Linked DNA regions of Mus musculus: region 1 is linked to region 2. The links are chromatin contacts, called in public HiChIP or PLAC-seq maps. All regions are on one chromosome and are shown on one strand. Each heading gives the region's core, a stretch centred on a gene start, on an enhancer-like site or on the middle of the called end of the contact. The rest is flanking DNA. Distances are from core to core; before and after follow the strand shown.

Evidence for each region. HiChIP or PLAC-seq counts read pairs in DNA pulled down with a chosen protein or histone mark.
Region 1: a BATF HiChIP or PLAC-seq map of CD8 T cells shows a contact between it and region 2, with 5 read pairs. The contact joins the enhancer-like site here to the promoter of 1700017G19Rik in region 2. A contact is called at or near these places in 20 of 39 promoter capture datasets (the C10 cell line, the HPC-7 cell line, HPC-7-derived erythroid cells and 13 more), 1 of 15 datasets of contacts at CTCF or cohesin (large pre-B cells), 31 of 484 Hi-C or Micro-C datasets (the AML12 cell line, the C2C12 cell line, the G1E-ER4 cell line and 21 more), 12 of 115 datasets of contacts at active chromatin or transcription factors (CD8 T cells, bone marrow-derived macrophages, craniofacial prominence and 9 more) and 4 of 9 other capture datasets (adipose tissue, liver, macrophages and 1 more).

The regions. Positions count from the first base shown.
Region 1 is chr3:40,758,351-40,765,079 of GRCm38.p6, forward strand. It overlaps Hspa4l (heat shock protein 4 like), which reads left to right. Exons shown (of 19, transcript NM_011020.3): 5 at 2,014-2,113; 6 at 2,432-2,565. Among named protein-coding and RNA genes, the nearest start is that of Hspa4l, 16 kb to the left of the region's middle. Within about 2 kb of position 3,196, at least 39 of the 459 cell types and tissues checked have an H3K27ac peak or open chromatin away from gene starts, as enhancers often do. A contact at or near this core is called in the C2C12 cell line, CD8 T cells, Th1 cells and 1 more, where this site is marked.
Region 2 is chr3:40,518,881-40,525,856 of GRCm38.p6, forward strand. It overlaps 1700017G19Rik (RIKEN cDNA 1700017G19 gene), which reads right to left and starts at 4,032. Exons shown (of 6, transcript NR_040445.1): 1 at 3,735-4,032; 2 at 2,506-2,640.

The DNA.
Region 1 (6,729 bases), core at 1,946-4,445, 240 kb after region 2:
CATTCACTTATAGATTTTTAAGGAGAAGAATACTGATATCCAGGACAAACAAAATAGGCATCAAACGCAACACAACCAAACTAAAGACTGCTGACTTAAAACTTAAAACTTATGCTGAGCATGATGTCATGTGCCTTTAATCTCAGGACCCAGGAGGCAGAGCCTGGCAGATCTCTGCATTAAAGGCCAGCTTGATTTATATAGTGAGTTCTAGGATAGCCAATATATATATAGTGAAAACCTGTCTAAAAAAAAAAAAAAAAAAAAAAAAAAACCAGCAAACAAATTGCTTAAGTTGGGGGCAATGGGATGGCTCAGTGAGGCAAGGCACTTGCCACTCAAACCTGGGGCCATGCATTCAGCCCTCTGAACCCATGTGAAGGTGAAAGAAGAGAGCTGCTTCCACAGGCTGTCCTCTGACTTTTATAAAAACACTATGATGTTGTACAACCCCCACATACACATCCTAATGAGAGAAACAGTGAGATGGGTATTGTAACTTATACCAAGAATCCCAGCAACCTTGAGGTTATCAAGGCACTGAGTTCTTTTGTACATTAAAATATTCAATAATTTTTTTAAATTTTGGGCTAAATTAAAGTATTTCTTATCTTGACATAAGTAAGAATAAGCAAGTATATATTTTAAACTGGATGTTAACATTTTAGTTTAAACACAGTATTTTTGATGGTTATAAAATAGGTTTTTTCATAGTTTACTATAATATATATTTTCCCTCCTTGGAAACACTTGGATTTCATCTTCTTTCTGTATATACATTTCACAGAAATGAAATTATGCTCTCCATAGCATTTTTTGTTGTTGTGTGTGTGTACCTGCTTGTCTATGTGTGTGCCATGTGTGTGTCATGCCATAGAGGCCAAAAGAGGGCCTCAAATTTTTTGGAACTGGAGTTACAGGGAGTTCTGCCTGATCTGGGTACTGAGAACAGAACTCTAGTACTCTTCAGGAACAGCATGTGCTGTTAACCAACAAGCCATCTCTCCAGCCCCTGCAAGGCTTGGCTTTGCTCTGCTCTGCTCTGCTCTGCTTCTCTCCTCTCCTCTCCTCTCCTCTCCTCTCCTCTCCTCTCCTCTCCTCTCCTCTCCTCTCCTCTCCTCTCCTTTCTTTTTCTTTCCTTTTTTTTTTTTTAGCATAATATACTATTTCGTGGCAATAGAGATCTAGCTGATCTTAGCTATATAGGATTCTACTATATGGATATACTATATTAGATATACCTAACCTTATTTCAGTATAGTCTTAGGGCTTCAGTTTACTATTATTAAATATGGACTAGTATTAAATTAACTTATTTTAGGTGGTTTTTTTTTAGATGAATTCTTACTATGTAGTAGTGTAGTAGCCCTGAATGACCTGAAATTCACTCACCTCAAACTCAGAGATCCTCCTGCCTCTACTTCCCAAGTGTTGGGATTAAAGGTGTATGCCACCTTCCTAAATAGTCTAACATATTAGTCAAGCTTTCAGTACTGTATCAAAATAATGGAGACAGCGTACCTTTGTTACAAAACTGGTTTATTTAGCTCATAGTTCTGAAGGATGAATATTAATAATGGGCAATTCTATTAGTTTGTCCTGTAGTGAGGACATTACAGCATCGTTGGCAAGAATATGTATGAAGAAAAGACCAGACTGCCACACAAGAGTCCAGACAGAAGTGGAGTCCATCATTCCTTTCTAGACCAATACCTCTCAGTTCCCTTAAGCATCTTTAACTAAGTCTACCTCCACAAGGGTCACACTAATGAGCCTTAGAGAGAGCAAGCTAAAGTGCAGCAAACAGACTAACACTGCTTCTTTGAGGCAAACAAAACTGGTGGTCTGCCATACTAATCGCATTTGTGTTCACACTCCAAATCCAGTCTGCATGGCGTAGAAAGTATCCAATTTAAGAATCCACTCTAGCATTTGATGTTGATTTAAAGTCGCATGTTTTCCTGCAGTTACTATTAAGTCTGTGGCGCAGTAACTTATGACTGTTCTTGCCAGATCCCGAGCTTTTTCACCGACGCAGAGAGAAGATCCGTGATGGCCGCAGCCCAGGTTGCAGGCCTAAACTGTCTGAGGCTGATGAATGAAACCACTGCAGGTTGGTGATGGCTACCTTAAAGAGTTAGCATTTTCTATCTACAACTCTTGTATTATTTGTACAAACTCTTGTATTATTTATAATTTGTTGTTTTGGAATACAGAGTTTGAATTCATATTTGAACTTGAAGAGCCGTTACTGCTGTAACTTTTCAGATGAGTCACGAAAATAAAACACTTAAGTAATTTATGAAAAGTTATTGTAGGTTGAATCTATATTTTACCATACTGTATATTAGAGTACCGTGTAAAAATGACTTTTCTTTGTCTTGTTCTCCAAAGCTATACAACATTTAACTTAATATTTGTTCTCACACAGTTGCACTGGCATATGGAATTTATAAGCAGGATCTTCCCTCATTAGATGAGAAACCAAGGAATGTTGTGTTTATCGACATGGGACATTCTGCCTACCAGGTCTCTGTTTGTGCTTTTAACAAAGGAAAACTGAAAGTAAGTAGCTCAGTTACTTTCTATTTATAACTGTGACGAGTGAGAGCACATAGTATATAAAGCCCTTAACAAGTGGACTGAAAGTCTTAGTCTGCCTCTTAAAAGCATAACCATCAAGGCAGGACTGGAGAGATGGCTCAGCAATGAAGAGCACTTGCTACTCTTGCAGAAGATCCAGGTTCAGTTTCTAGCACCCATAGGTGGGCCACAACCACCAGAAACCGGTGGCAGGAGATCTGACCTCGTCTTCTGATTTCTGAGTATAGTAAGTATGCACATGGTGCACAGACATACATGCAGACAAAACATAAATACATCAAAATAAATCTAAACATTCTCATTATATATATTCATATAATATATATAATATATTCATATAATTTTCATATATATACACATACATATTCATATACATGCATACATACATACATACATAATACACATCAACAACAACAAAAAGAATGACCGTCAGCAAGTTTCTTAACTTTGCTCTTACTGATGAAAACCTCCTAGAAGCTGGTTTTGTTTTTTTAATGAACCCTAGCACTCACTTCTCAAGTATGAGTAAAGGAGGGCGTTCCAGGAGCATAGGTGACTCAGTGGCAGCTGCAGCACTATGAAGCCCACAGCAGTGTGATGACTCATAGCAGCTACATCCCTGCAACCTGCTGCTGCAGAGACCTGTGAGCTGCCAGGCCTGTGGGAGAGTCCCCTGGGGTCTCTGTAGCTATGTAGTGCTTGCAATCTGTCTGTCTGTGAGTACTATGTGTCTGTGCTGTTCTGTGTCTGCCATCTGTCCAGATGCATAGCCTTGTGGTACTACCTCCATAGTACTATAATGGAATCCTTAGAATCACAAAATGAAAGGAAATGCCATCGTTGAAATTATAGGTAGTTTTGTATAAGTGGCCGTACGTAATTCTTGGCCTCTAGTCTTGAATTTTAACTTATTAACAAAGGTGGATTTTTCTTTTTTTCTCTCTCTAACTAAATTTAAGTATATTCATCTATACTTTTTCATCAGTGAGTCTTGTTGAAGTCTGATAAATGTAGTGGCCCAACAGCCCTGATTCTCAGTTGAATACACACATCACTACATGGAAGGATGCTTTTGCATTTCATGCTGGGCAGCCCTGTACCCTGTGGATATTCTGTATTCATGGAGTGTGTGTGAGTCTGTTGGAAAATTAGCACCACTTGTTCTTGCATCGTAGTGTGGTGTCCCCTCAAGAAGAAACTACTGAAGAGCCATGCCTGCAGAGTAGTGACTCCCTAATCATGGGATTATGACTGTTTTCTCATTTCTTGGAGAGAAGGGTTAGATATCCTGGAGATCTCTGACTTATGACCTATAGACAGCTGCCCAGCTGCCAGCTCTAGTCTTGTGGGAAGGGTGTTATTTCTTGTGTATTCTTTTGTTCTGTATTGTTATAAAAGTAAAGTAGGTTTTTTTTTAAAAAAATTATAACCAAAAGGCTTAAATTCTAGCCTGGAAATTGACTGATTACATATAATTCTGCAGATTTGCTCTTGGATCTCTTTTCTTGTATGCTTTGCTCTTGTCTGCACTCTTAGAACTGCTGTTTGTTCTTAATTTTCATTTGGGGTTCATATGTTAGAGAACCACTGAATGTGAATTCATGAAATTTTCATTGTCACTCAGTTATTTCAGAAAGAACTGTTCTTCTAATGTGACATGGTGTGTGACAATAGAGCAGGTAGCAAAGAGCAGAGAACTAATTGAGCCAGGTACGAAGGATAATTTAACAAAATATTTGGCATCCAATGATTGACGGGTTCTTTTGGCCTTTACTTTCACAATTTTAGAAGTTTGTTTCTTTGTTTATTTTTTATTTTGTTTTATTTTTTTATTTGTGGTGGTTTGAATACAAGTGTTTCTCAATAGGTTCATATGTTTAAATACTTGGTCTCCAGTTGGTGGAACTATTTGGGAAGGATTAGGAATTGTGACTTTGTTGGAGGAGGTTTGTCAATTAAGGATGAACTTTGAGGTTTCAAAACCTGTTATTCCTAATTTGTGTGTTCCCTCCTCCAACCCCCTTTTTCTCTCTCTTCCCCGTCCCTCATAATTGTGAATCAGAATCTAAGTTCTTACCTATTACTGGCTACCTGCTACCAAGGTAGCAGATGGGTGCTATGATAGTGGTATGGTCTCTAGCCACAAATTAAACGTTTTCTACATTGCCTTGGTCACAGTGTTTAACCACCACAATAGAGAAGTAACTAAGACAGAAGTTGATACCAGAGTGAATTTGCCGGGGGCCAGGCTCTGTGGGTCTTCTTTGTTGTTCTTGGTTCTTCTTGAAACAATGAAGATGAGATATTTAGGTTGCTGTATAATAAAACATTTACTTATCTAAGTCTAAGTTACTTTGCTACTGTAGCTGAGCTGTCTGAGTCCTTTGAGGCCAGAAAGGCCCTTTGAGGTACTAAACTGCATTTAGTACCTCATCATGTAACAGCAGGGTATTAAGTAAAGGATTAATTGCTAGAGCCTTTTCCCTTTTATCCAGATGACTCTGGCTTGTTAGACTACAGGGAAGTTTGGAACACTAAACTTGTATTGACCCAGAAGAGAATCACGCTCACAAAAGAAAAAACTTTTACACAAGTAAATATGGATTAAACTCACATAAATTCACATACAGATTCATGCTTACATATTTCAAAAATCCCCATTCGAACCATTTGGGTCCAGCTTTCATGCAATCTCACAATTACATACTTACACACACACACATACATACATACTGACATATGTATATAGAGCAAAACACTGAGTGCCAGTGCAGAAAGAACTCACTCATTCTGGATGAAAATGAGCTCCAGTCTTTCTTTATTGCATAGAGAAAAGCTTCTACTCACTTATTGCTAAATGAACTAGACCCAAGTCTGTAAGAAGAAAGCTTCGTCCTCTTTAATAAGACTAAGCCTGCCTTGCTAGCTATAAAGAAAAGACCTGTTCTGTCGCTGGTAAGGAGAAGCCTGCCTGCTCCTTCTGCTCCCTCTGCAGCAGCTTCTTCCTTCCTTTTTCCTTCCTTCGTTCTGCATATTGCTCTCTTAGTAGTTTCAGTTGCCTTATAGTTTCTAAGTTATTCCACTCTGCATTCTCGTCTAATCCTGCTCTCTCCCCTGCTTTAATGTCACAGTAATGCCCTTACTCTCAGTACCATCACTCCTAATGCTGTGCCTTTACTTCTAAAGTTCTGACTAAAAAGTTCTCTCTTGAGTTCTGTCTAAAAAATTCTCCTTAGTTCAGTTCTGTCTAAAGGTGTCCTCAGCTCAGTTCCCGTGTCTGCTGTGTCCTCAGAACTTAGACATTTTTCTGAATACATGATTACATGGTAATAAGTTCACAAGTTTACACATAAATCCAAATCATAAGTCAAATAAGAAGTTTACACCAGAGAATGTTTACATGTGTATCCATTAGGAGTAAATATTCATCACCTGTCACCAGCTTTGCAAGTTCATGGAGAGTTAAAAACCTTAACTTATGTCACCAAGGTATTAGTGAAGTTTTATATAGATAAACCCAGTCAATATTTTATCTTCTGTCCTAGCACCTATAATAAATTATAGTTCTCTTGTTTACCACCTTTGGTTAATAGTTTTACAACCTCTTAAAATGCCCCCTAATGCCTGCTTACTATCTCAGAATGAATCAACTCATGACACTGAAGGCTGGCAGAGTTCTCATTGCAGTTTTGTCTATCACAAAGGATTTAATAGCAGTGTTATAAAAAGAGCTTAATAAGGACTATAAATTTAGGAATTTTATAGGATCATCATTAAGGATTAAGAACTCATCTATCTGTGTATATAGCATCACTACAAGACAGTACATCTTCCGTTGTTCTGCAGAGACCTGCTCAAAACAATACGCTAATACCTAGTGATTGTTATATATGTTTAATAATAGCAGGGAAAGCATATTAATAGCAGGAATCTATAATAAAATGAATCTCTCCTGGGCCTTGCCTACTGGAGATCTGTCATAGATTTTTTAATCCATGGAGGAACATCTCAGGAAGATGACCTGCTAGTTTTTAGCTTCTCCTGTGGCGGCTCCTGATGTGAACTGTCGCTGTGACAAGCCTGATCATGTTTATTTTGGAGGAATGTAGACTTTAGGACTTTGAA
Region 2 (6,976 bases), core at 2,782-5,281:
TTTACACCTGCCCATGTGCATGCCTACCTGCCAGCTTCCTGTCTGTCTGTGTTTAAGTTATGTAATTATTTAATATTTAAAGTACTTTGTATGATTAAATAATAGTAGTATAAAGTGTTTAGAAACACAGGATGCTCATTAAATACACATAACCTGTAACCTGCATGAAAATGTTGTTACAAACACACAAACATGCAGGTTGTATGCATGATTGAGTTAACAAAAAATATACAGTATTTGCTGTGAATTTATCACTCAGCAGTGAACTTGGAACTATCCTAAAGTGGTGCACACAACTTCTCTGTGCAATCTCATCCGCAATTCCAAAATCCAGTCTACAGACTCTGGAAATTCTAATAAAGGGTATGCAGGAGTAATTTTCTGTTATGGTGTCTTAGAGCTTTTGTGTTACTTCAGTATAAAATAAGTAAATTAGGCTGAGAAGTTATTATCTTTACATAAAAGAATCCCTGTAAATCCAAGACCTTTGTTCTTCCTTAAAAGGGCATCAGGCTAGTTCCAGATCCCTGCCTTAATTCCTGATATTGGCATGACTCAAGAATGCAAGGGACTTGGATGGCTTTACAAACTGGCTGGCAAACACAATCTGAAGATTAGATGGCTTCATAGAACTAAAAGTTCCATGGCCCGGCATAATGCTTTTGAATTTATAGCCAGCAATTTTAGAACATTGATTTTCCTGCTACAGGAAGCTTACATATATTTTTTTCTTAGAATTTTAACATAAGTAATATGTTAGAAACATCAGTAGCAGTGTAGTGATCCAAGAGACCAGAGGAGACACAGATGAAGCGGTCTAAATGAATGCCCTACCATACACAGGGGGCTGGGTGGGTCCACAACACTGATCTGGAATGTTGCTGATGTCAGCATTAAGCCAGGAGGCATGTTTCAGTGTGTGGAAGACATAGCATAGTCAGTAAACATCAGTTTGGCGACCCCACCTCCCACTACCACCTCCCACCACCACCCCCACCCCCCACGCTCACTCCCTCAAAGAAAAACCTCAATTTATGCACCTCCAACTTTTGGTTTGGAAAGTTTTGGTTTTGCTTTAAGATGGAGACTTGTTCTGTTGCCCAGTCCAGTCTCAAATCATCCTCCTGCCTCAGCCGAATAGGACAGCAGATTCCCGACATGTTCTCCTGAACAACCCAAGTGACGTTCTTTTGACCTGGTTTGGAATGCTAGCAGGTTGACCTCCATTTATGTCTACCCTTAGCCCTATCATGGTGCTGTGTCTACAGAGTTAGGAAACAGGTTATAACGCAGCCAAGTGAGGAACGCAGTGGATGTGTGGTAGATGATCTGTAAACAGATATCCCATACACAAAAGCATGGAACCCAAGAGCCGTGAACGCTTCATAGTACTGTCCTTTCAACCATTAGCCTGAGATGTCCCATCAGATAAAACCGAAGGGTTCATGTCCACTGTTCTCCAGATCCTTGTCAGAGAGAATCCTCCTTGCCTTTCTCTTGGGGCTCTCTGTGGCCTCCACCCTCTGCACCAGCCAGACTGGCATTCCTCAGGAGAGCGCTCACCTCAAAGTGGGGAGCTGTCGAATGAGCTGTACCTGTCCTCAGAAATGAAAGCACTCGCTGACAGAACTCAAATACCCAGATGACAATTTCTTGAGTTACACAGCCTGTCTTGAAATTTACCTGACTTCCATTAGATTTTCACCTAATGTGAAAAATTAGTTTCCGAAGGCCGGGAAGGATATGTTCATATCATAGCTACCCAACTTAGAGAAAAAAATGTATGTAAAAGCACAAAAATTTAGGGATAAAAATATGAAGAAAACCATCATTTCCTCAGCTTTGTTAAGCCATGGCATTTTAGGTTTTTGAGAAGAGCGATGAATGCCCTCTAGTGTTTGTTGGAATACATGTTTGAAGAAGAGAAAGATAAATTGTCTGTTAAAATAAGAGTTCAAAAGGACTTAAAAATTGCCAGACTCACACCTTTAATCCCAGTGCATGGGAGGCTGAGGCAGGAGGATCAGCAGTAGAAGGCTAGCCTGGGCTAATGAGTTACAAGAGGGCATAGGCTATGAAGTGAGGCTGTCTCAAAAGCAAAAAAATAAGTAGATAACTCATACATAATAAAATTTGAATAACTAAAGTGTTTTACACATTATAGTATATTGCTTAAATAATAGATATCACAGTATTATATGATCAGAGAGGTGAAGATCAAAGTGGTGAAGATCAGAGAAGTACCTGTAAATTTTTTGGATATACATAGTGTGCCCATGTGGCCTCCTTTCCAGCTAATAACACCCTAAAGCAGTTGCAAGAGTCATTCTCAAAGACGCAACATACAATTTGTCTCAAGAGCCACTCCTGTGTGTGCCTACAAAGAGCTTCTATTTCTACAATATAAACTCCATTTGCACATGCATCCAGTGCCCCTGAGGAGTGAGTGCCCTTGTTGGTAATGGCCCTTCTGGAGAAAGAAAACAGGAAACGGATATAATTTACCTGGGAAGGTGCCAAACTGCAGTGCTCCAGTGTGTCTGCCGTAACTCTCTACATACCAGCAATCATTCCAAGAAGTCGTGGAAAGAATAAGAACCATCCGGCTGTTCATCTTCTGTAGAACTGACACTCCACAATCTGAGGACCAAGGAATGGGCACAGAAGACAACCTTGGCCAGACTCTAACCCAGGAATACGAAGCTTGGACCAAACGGGGGGGGGGGGGGGGAATGGTGTTCCTCAGATGACCTGAGCTGACTCCCTGTACCCACCCAAGCCCTGTGCATTCCTGAGCGTCTCAGATTGTCACTCTCTTCTTGCTTAGATTAAGCAGAGTGCAATATCAAGTATTTCATAGTAACGTCATATGTTTCAGGATTGCATAAGACATAAAGAAGAGTTGGGCGCTATCATTTTATGTTTTAATTACAAATGAATAAGTCAGGCAGGATATAATATCAAGATTATAGTCTTAAAATATAATTTGTAGAGACAAATTAACAGGTTTTTTTAAAAAAAAAAAAAGGACTGAAAGAACACCAAAAATTCTATTGGAGAAAAAAATGTTATTTATTGCTTGTCTACAAAGATGTCCGCTTTCATCCCCTGCTTCCGCAGTCAGGCAGTACCAAATGACCTTCCTTTACCCCTGTTTTTCTGCTTCCTACAGGTCAGGCACTCAAATTAACTCATAGTTATTCTGTCTTAACCTTTGAAGTGTAATTAAATAACATGATTTTTATTAGTAAATAATCCACATAATTTACAGAGCAGGAGGAAAGGAAAGTCAATATTTCTATTTAAATAATTGATTCAGAATATTTCAAAGACATCTCTGAGTCAGGCTCATACCTGTAAGCCCAACACCTAGGGGTAGAAACAGAAGGAATAGGAGGTCAAGCCCAGCTATGTAGCAAGTTCAAAGCCAGTGTTGCCTGCAGAGGTGGGGGATGGGGTGGGGGTATTGGGGTGAGGGGTGGAGGTGTGAGGGAGTGGGGTGCAAATAATTCCTAATAAAAGATTAAGATGCCTAATTGTTTTCTTTAGCAGATAATTTCATAAAAATAAAGTTAGCAATAATAATAAAACCTCAGTAGACAAATGTGCTTCGTTTTAAATGTTCTCAAGTGGGTTTTGGGGGGAAGGGGATGTTTTGTTTTGCCTTCAATCTAAGATGGATATTTGTTTCTCTGCCAGATACAGAAACAAGCTAAAGAAGGCATGTGACTCACCCAGGTTTGAGGTCACCCAGCAGCAAGGCAGAGGCTCTCTCTGAACTCTCCACCCCCTTGCTGTGTTGTTTGTTTCCTTTCTGCCTCTGCCTCTCGACCTTATTTTCCTAGGGTCCTGGCACCATGTGGTGTCAGGGGACAAGCAAGAGTGCGGTAGACCGTTCTGCAGTTTTTAAAGCTGTAACTACCGTGGCTTTTCTGTCAAGAACCATAAACCTTCTTCTGCCCCGGCACAACACGGACAGTCCTCAGTGGCGGTACAATAGCATGCTTCCCATTTCAGTGATAAAAGTCCAACGAATCTGTCTCCCTAGAGGAACTGGCCCTTATGCTTAAACGTAACAATCAACATGATGCGTTGTGCGTTTACGGAGATGACACCCATGGCTCTTCACAGAAGTGTGATTCTAGAAGGGGATTTGACTTGACGCATCGCACCGTCAGGGTTATACAAAAGCCATCGTGGCTGCAGTGACGTAAGGCAGAGGCTACGTCAGAAGTACTGCCTGTGATCTTGGAGCTTCTGAGCCCACCGGTATTCTAGAACACCTGCCCTTTCAGCACTAGGTACTGATAACAAGGTAGTCCAAATCCTAGAATCTAAGTCTCCTGTCTCCACATCCTCACTTTCCATGAGACTTTCAGATGGGATCTCAAGATAGTCTTAGAGAAGCAGGCACCAAAGCAGAGTCGAATATACAAGGATTCTGTAAAGGGAAATGTTTGCATGAAAAGAAGGAACTAAAAGTCCAGGACAGCTGTCCTAAGTGGACAGAGTCCATCTTTCCCCCAGGGTGCGGTCTATCTCAGCCCTCCTGTGCTAGGTCAGCAGCCTAGGGGAGGCGTGACCTCACCAGGAGCCAAAGAAAGTAGGGATTTCACCCCTACTGTCCGTCCGGTGTAATTTCCCCATCACACGCAGTGTGCAGGGAAGGTGTGAAAGAGAAGTCTCTAGAACCTTCCAGTATTAAAACAAGACACTTCCCCCCCCCCAAAAAAATAGATAATCGTAAGATGGACTAATTCCATATGATTCAGGAGCTGCATCAACAGCTTTGCTGTAGAGGATTCCAAATCAGCAAATACAAATTGGACATTACTTCTGAAAACCACAAGGTGGCGCTCTTTTGCTTTTTTTAAACCTAAAAGGGGATTTTTCTTTCTTTCTTTCTTTCTTTCTTTCTTTCTTTCTTTCTTTCTTTCTTTCTTTCTTTCTTCCTTCCTTCCTTCCTTCCTTCCTTCCTTTCGTCCTTTCTTAATTTAACATGGGTTATGCTGATTGTTTGAAATCTCTTAAATCATCTTTTAAAATCACCTGAATGATTTCACATCGTATTTACAAACTACTTGTAAACCTGATTTTTCTCCCAGTTATCACAGACTGATCAAATTGCAATGCTATTTTTTAAAAAAGCCACCAAGACAAAATAAACAATTAAATCACTAAAATAAAGTCAAAGATAAATTGCTTTTTAAATTAAATTTTTAGGTTGGCATGAAAAGTGGTGGGTTTCAGATCTTCAAGCTTTTTAAGGGAGGCACTTTTTCAATTGCATTGTCTCCCCAGCCCAAAAACAGTATTCTTAACAACCTTTCTGTGCCCACTCCCCAAAGAAGGCAGCACACAAAACACACACTGCAGCCCATGGCCTGGACCAGGAGAAGGAATGTGTTAGGAGGAGGATGGTTTGTGCTGTGCTTTACGGCGCTTTCATTATGATCCCAGGGAAAGATCTTTAAAAGAATATTGTAATAAAAATGCCTAAATATAAGAATAAAATCAGTGACACCAGTGAGAGACCTGCTAAGGATGGAGTTAGAAATCCAGTTTTTACTTTCAGCTGGTATTTAATGATTGCACAGACCACGGGACACAGTGTGAGATGATGCATGCGTGTCCTCATCTGTTTCTTGTCGCTGAGACAGAGTACTGACGGGATGAACTAGGGAAGGAAGGGTCTCGGGAGCCTCAGCAAGAGAATCTAACAGCTGATGCAGTCTAGGAGATAGAAAAGACCCTGCCATGAAGCTACACTCCACCTGACCCGAGACGCCACAGAAGGGGAGTGTGGAACAAAATTAAAATTAAATTAAAATTTTAAAACAAGGTTTTAAGGAGGAGTTTGCTTTTACAGAGAATGGCAGGTGAGAGAGGATGTCAAATTCTAAACGTTGTGTTTTCAGCCTAGCTAGGGGAAAGGTGAATAACGTAGTCTGCTCTCTGCTCTGTGAGGAACACTACGAACAGGAGCAACTTGGAAAGGGTTTATTTGGCTTGCAGGTTTCAGTCTGTCATCCAGGTAAGTCGAACTCGGGACAGGAACCTGGAGGCAAGAGCTGAAGTAGAAACCACAGACACACCGCTTACTAGCTTGCTTTCCTAGGTTGGCTCAGCCTGCCTTCTCTTACTACCCAGGCTCATTACCCAGGGATGACGTCACCCACAGTGGGATGGGTCCTCCCGGTGGGCCCTCCCACATCCATCTGTAACCAAGAAAATACCCTACAGACATGCATACAGGCCAATCTGATGGAAGTTATTTCTCAGTTGAGGTTCCTCTTCCAAGGTAACGCTAGGTAGTATGAAATTGCCAAAAAATAATCAAGACAGTGATCATAAAAGATCAGAGGAGTTTGTGAGAACCGAGTTGCCGAAGGTCTTCCAACAAAACTAAGAAGTCTTCGTTTCCTCCAAGAACCATGGAAAAACTCCATGCTGTGAGTTAAACAGATGCAATAGCTAACTTATGAGTGCTCACTATCCAAAGGAACAACATGTTGAAAAATCAGGAATATCCAAGCAAGATAAACAGATTTGACAAGATTCATTTGATTTTTGTTATCCATTATGGGTGGGGAGATGGCTCAGCGTTTAAGACACATGATGATGGCTCACAAGCATCTGGAACTCCAGTTCCAGGGACCGGATGCCCTCTTCTGGTCGCTTCAGGTACTGCATGCACATGGTGAACCGATATGTAGGCAAAATGCCCATATATATATATATATATATAATTAAAACAATAATAATATTGGGATACAGGATCCATATTCAGTGCCAATGAGTTTTTCACACTAGCTCATTTTAAAAATTTTGAGACTTTCTCCTCTAGGTGTAATACCCTATTACCCTCATACCCTTAAATGAATTACTATATTAAAAGAAAGTGAGATTTCAATATTTCGGTTTCTGAAAAAGCCAATCACTAATTTCCCCAATACCTTTCTAGTCAGGAGATTTC